2 separate regions of the Zea mays genome follow, and region 1 is linked to region 2. Evidence: chromatin contacts called from public Hi-C data. All regions are on one chromosome and are shown on one strand. Each heading gives the region's core, a stretch centred on a gene start, on an enhancer-like site or on the middle of the called end of the contact. The rest is flanking DNA. Distances are from core to core; before and after follow the strand shown. Region 1 holds the start of LOC100192039 (putative O-glycosyl hydrolase family 17 protein). Region 2 holds the start of LOC100383344.

The links. A called contact is a pair of places that touch in the nucleus more often than the background predicts.
Region 1: a Hi-C map of tassel shows a contact between it and region 2, with 4 times the contacts expected there. The contact joins the promoter of LOC100192039 here to the promoter of LOC100383344 in region 2. A contact is called at or near these places in 2 of 25 Hi-C or Micro-C datasets (ear and tassel).

Annotation. Positions count from the first base shown.
Region 1 is chr9:96,369,877-96,372,576 of Zm-B73-REFERENCE-NAM-5.0, reverse strand. LOC100192039 (putative O-glycosyl hydrolase family 17 protein) reads right to left here and starts at 1,290. Exons shown (of 3, transcript NM_001137462.2): 1 at 439-1,290. The coding sequence starts at 496.
Region 2 is chr9:96,166,863-96,169,562 of Zm-B73-REFERENCE-NAM-5.0, reverse strand. It overlaps LOC100383344, which reads right to left and starts at 1,446. Exons shown (of 2, transcript NM_001176000.1): 1 at 610-1,446; 2 at 18-513. The coding sequence starts at 1,370. The coding sequence ends at 381.

The DNA of each region.
Region 1 (2,700 bases), core at 41-2,540, 200 kb before region 2:
TCAGTATAACAAAAGTACATGGTAACGGCATCTATTGCAATTGTCGCCAATTGAACACGACAACGCTAAATCACGGAACTGAATATGTATCATCATAAAGGAAAAATATCAGTACCATGTGGCAGGAACGCCAGGAGGCAACAAACACCACCAATCAAATTTCAGTATAACAAAAGTACATGGTAACGGCATCTATTGCAATTGTCGCCAATTGAACACGACAACGCTAAATCACGGAACTGAATATGTATCATCATAAAGGAAAAATATCAGTACCATGTGGCGGGAACGCCAGGAGGCAACAAACACCACCAATCAAATTTCAGTATAACAAAAGTACATGGTAACGGCATCTATTGCAATTGTCGCCAATTGAACACGACAACGCTAAATCACGGAACTGAATATGTATCATCAATAAAGGAAAAATATCAGTACCATGTGGCGGGAACGCCAGGAGACAGCAGCAAAGGAGCAGCACCATCTGAGGCACCATTATCGCAGCCCCGTAGCCGGTCAGTGAGGAGCGGGAACCAAACAGGGGACTGCCACAGTAGGCACCAGCAGCGTGAGAGTGGCAGGCAAGAAGCGCCTTGCTGAGCACTTCAGTTCCGGGCCGGGGCGTGGCACCGGGGCGGCAAGTTCCATAGACGGACCGGGGCCCTCCAAGGCCGGGCAACGGCGGATGCTCTCCCCACACCGCCGCTTGTGCCGTCGCACGGGAGAGAGAATCAGCAGCAATCGAAAAGTAGAACAGAATCCACAAGAATCTCGGATCCCTCGCTTCACACACACCGCAACTCCAGCGCCACCGCAATCACAAACCAAACCACCAACAACGGCAACACGAAAGGGCAGGTTAAGGAGGAGGAATCTTGACTCCCGTGCCGTCCTATTAGCACTCCGCCCAACAGAAGCAAGCAGTGAAGCAGCAAAGCGAGGTGGTGGAAGTGTGCCTGGATGAAAAGCGGGGAACTTTCTACTGGCTAATCTCGCACGAGGGAGGGAGGTCAAGATAGTTCGCTTAGCGAGGAGAGATCGATCGGGGGAAAAGGGGTGGGCCGACGAAGTAGATTGGCGAACCAACGAAGAGGGGACTCCGGTCGCGAGTGAAGGGGACGGAGCGGAGGACCTTGACGCCAGGCCCGCCTTGCGGACCGGATACGGAGACGGCGGCGAGCGGTGAGAGCGACGGAGAGAGAAACCGCAACCGCTGCTCCGTTTCCTACGGGCTATGGTGGAAGGGGTTTCGCTGTTCCGGCTGGGGTTTTGATTTTTGAAAACGCGGAGTGGAGTGGGAGGGGGAGGAAGCAGCCGAGCCGGGTGCGGAAGTAGCAGGACAGGGGCAGGCGCCGTGGCGGTGGTGTGGTGCTCTGTGCGTGCGTGTCGTGGACCGGCGATGGTGGGGACGAGCAGGGTAGCTTTCCTATTCCTTGGCCGTTTTGCGGATCGACCCCAGTTCAAAGTCTGTAGGTGTATCGTGTACGTTGCCAACCCTTGGGTTTATTTTTATTTTATTTTTTGAAACCATGCCTCTTGCTCTTGGACTTGTGCTTGTGGTTGCTTTTTGTTCCACGTTATGGGCGTTAATCTTCTAGGTTGACACAAACAGGACAGGGAGTGTGTGAGTCTAAGGCCTTGTTTATTTACCCTCGAGATTATATAATTCAGTTTAAATAAATTAAATGGTAAATAAACAATATAAATTATTATTTAAATTATACAATCTAGATATCTAGATTATATTAAATTGATAATCTATAAGCAGGTTAGATGCTTATATAATCTATAAACTGGATTATTTAATCGACCTTATAAGATTATATAAGGCTATGTTTGTTTCATTCCACCTTATAAGATTATATAAGGATATGTTTGTTTCATTCCAATATTATATAATCTAACTTATAGGATTATATAAGTATCTAATGATATGTTTATGGATAATAATAATCTAGGTATCTAGATTGTATAATCCATCCAATAATATGTGTTGTTTGTTTACCTCTTAACTTATTTAAATTGGATTATATAATCTCGAGGGTAAACAAACAGAATCTAAAGTCAAATAATAATTGTCTAAGTTTGTCGAGAATATGCTTAGTGTTTGTTTGTTTGTTTAGGATTATAATCTACCTAGATTATATAATCTAACTTATTTTGAACTAAGTGATTATATAATCTAGGTAGATTATAATCTCAAACAAACATGCACCTAGCCTTTCATGACATATAAGGGTTGTGTGCATATAAGATAGGCTAGGCACACATCTTCAAATTTTGATCACTGGATAAGACCCATGTGCTAAGACCATACGTGAAAGGAATCACTTGTTGTAGATTGCAATATGATAATGTGGATCCATAATTTTCTTGATGTATATAAATACGGTCGTCTTAGATGTTGAATTAGGTTAAAGTTTGCATTAGCCAAATAGATGTAGGACTACTAATATGCATGGTTGAAATGGGTTTTATGGGGTGGGTATTGAGATCGGTGTTGTTTAGATGGGTGGGAATTGGTTTTAGATCTAAATGAGGCATGTTGGTGTGGATTTGCTGAGAAGTGGTTTAGAATGGGTTCTCAAAAACGCCTCTCTGATCACGCTAGGCATTCATGTGGCCTAGCTTTTAAGTTATGGTCCACGTGTTAATCTTCTTAAAATATTTCATACATTTTAACCAATTGTCGAACTAAGT
Region 2 (2,700 bases), core at 197-2,696:
GATGCTCTGCTCGGATGAAGCAGCAGGAAGGGGTTTTGACGTTTATTTCACGAGGGATACTGCATTACTAGTAATGATACACAAGTGACTAGGAACATACTGCACGTACAAGTTCAGCAGGGTCTCAATCTACATATCTACTATACATAGCCCTGCAAAGTCTATAGACGCTAATAGGCTTAGGCGCGTGTGTGCTCTGCCAGATTCAGTTTTACATGTGCCGTGATTCAGTTCACAAGCGGCGAGGAGCCTGCCGGCGATGTGAGTCACTCGTCGGGGGTTTCTGCACGGTTATCACCCAGTCACTCTCCACTCTCCAGGGTTCCAGATTCAGCTTCGTTCACAGGCGGTGGTGAGATCTAGATCGAGTTCACGATCATCTAAGAGGCCGCTGTGATGGAAGGACGCTGAGCTGCCCCCTGGAACAGCGAAGGCGGTGGCAAGGGCTCGGAGTTCTCTTCCTCGTCTTCCTCGGCGTCCCACAGGAACCCGGCGTAAGAGCCCAGGACGTAGCTGAAGCGGAAGCAAGATCACTGTTGTCAGCGCGATCTGAATAGACAGTATATGTGTATATCGGCGTGTAACAAGAATCACGGTGATGTCACTGACCAGTCGTCGGGCGCGGCCTGGACGGCGCGGCTGTAGTAGTCCTCGGCGCGGCCAGCGTCGCGGCTGGTCTCCCAAACGAGGCCCGCGTAGAGCGACAGCGCCTCGGCGTCGCCGGGGCTGGCGAGGATGGCGCGCTCGCAGTACTCCTGCGCCCTTGCCGCGTCCCCGGCCACCTCCTTGAGGAACCTGGCGTAGTTGACCAGGAGCAGCGAGTTGCCCGGGTCCGCCTCGATCATCTGCCGGTAGTGGGCGTCCGTGGCGGCGCGGTTGCTGCCACCGTCGCCGTCCCCGATCCCACCCTTGCCGCCGCTGCTGCCGCACGCCTTCCCGCCCCCGCCGCTGCCCCCGACGCCCTGCTCCACGAACGCCAGCGCCGCGGCGGCGGACACGTCCAGCCCCGTGTTCGTCAGCAGCCGACGCAGCGGCAGCGGCACGTCCACGCCGGCCCCCGCGACCGCGACCAGGTCCTCCTCCTCCTCGCCCTCGCCGTCCTCCTCCTCGACGAAGATGGAGGCGGACGAGGACAAGGACGCGGACAGGGACAGCCTCGGCGCCCTCCCGTGTCCATCGTCCTTCTTGGGCACGAGCGGCGCGGCGAGGTCCCCCTCGGACATGGCGCGGCACAGCACCGGCCCATGCCTAGGCGCCGCCACTGCCGGTGACAACAACGGCGAAACCACCGCGAGGTGCTCGACCGACGCCGCCGCAGCCGGCGCGCGCCCGCAGTTGAGCAGCGGCGAGGACGCGCTCCGAAGCAGCATCACGCCAGCCAGACTTCACTCGTCCTCGGCTCTCGGGCCCTCTCTCTCTCTCTCTCGCAAATATCGCGAGCGGCAGTGTCCGCGCCCGTGCCACTGAGTCACTGACATCCCACGGGGCCGCGAATATTTATAAGCCCGCGCGGCGCGCGCACGTGATGGCGTCCGGCGTGGCGTCCGCTGAGTGGCCGCAGCGATACGCGCCGTGGGTCCCGTGTTGGCCCGCCGGCTGCCGCAGTGGCTGTCGCTTTGGGAGGTGGGGCCCGTTGGTGGAGGGGCGGGCCCGAGAGCGGACGGACGAAACGAGCTGCGGGCTACGCGACGGAACGCGGGGCAGCGGGTGGGTGAGCGCGACGGCGGTTGGACTGCCGGACGGGTACTGATTTGCCCTTGGCTACCAATGATTGGCCGCCGCAAGGTTTTACATGCTTGGCTGCCATGAGCGGACAGCAACCAGGGCGTCGGTCTACGGCGGCTGAGGGACAGAGCTGTGTGGAGCTCGCGCCGTGGTTAGATGGGTCAAGTTGTGTGTGAAAACGGTGTGGTTTTAGAGGAGAACAAATTCAAAAGATAGGTAGGCTCAAGATCTTCGTTTGGGATGATAGGTTGCTAGAGGGTTTTGAACAGGGGAACCTATTTATGTTCAAATGGCAGGATGTCATATACACAATGTGAGATAAATGTCTTAGATTTAAAATATGCACGTGAACACTGAATATGTTGCCTTTGGATAGAGAGGAGCGAGGAGCAATTTTTTCTTTAACTCTCACTTCCAAATATAAATGAACATACATACTCATGATCTGAATCTGTGAGAGCTATATTGAATGCTTGTTTGATAGAGCTCCACGGGTAGAAGAAGTGAACCTGGATCCTATATTTATCTAGATGCACCGTGAAGCAGCTCTGCCATAGATCTAAGACTCGCTAAATTATTTGATATAACTCTACATCTCTTTGTATCTCACTGTCACCTTGGATCCCATACGCCGAAAAAAAGAATAAAATCATGGCAACTTTAAAAAAAACTTCGTGAACAAATCTGCTCCAAAAAAACCCTACCAAGTGGCCCTAAATCATTAGAACATGTAGTTCTACTAAACTTGTGAAAATGTATTGTTAATATTTATGACTCAACATAGTTATATCATAAATATATATTCAATAATAAATATAATAATATATATTTGTAGTCCTTTATATGTTTTTCCTCAAATTAACTTTGAGTAGTTAAGCTAGTACCGTGTGTTTGTTATAAGAAAGAAAATCGAAACAAAAGGTTTTTTTTATTCTATTGCAATATAGCCATTGATTTCTACACTTAATTTTACTT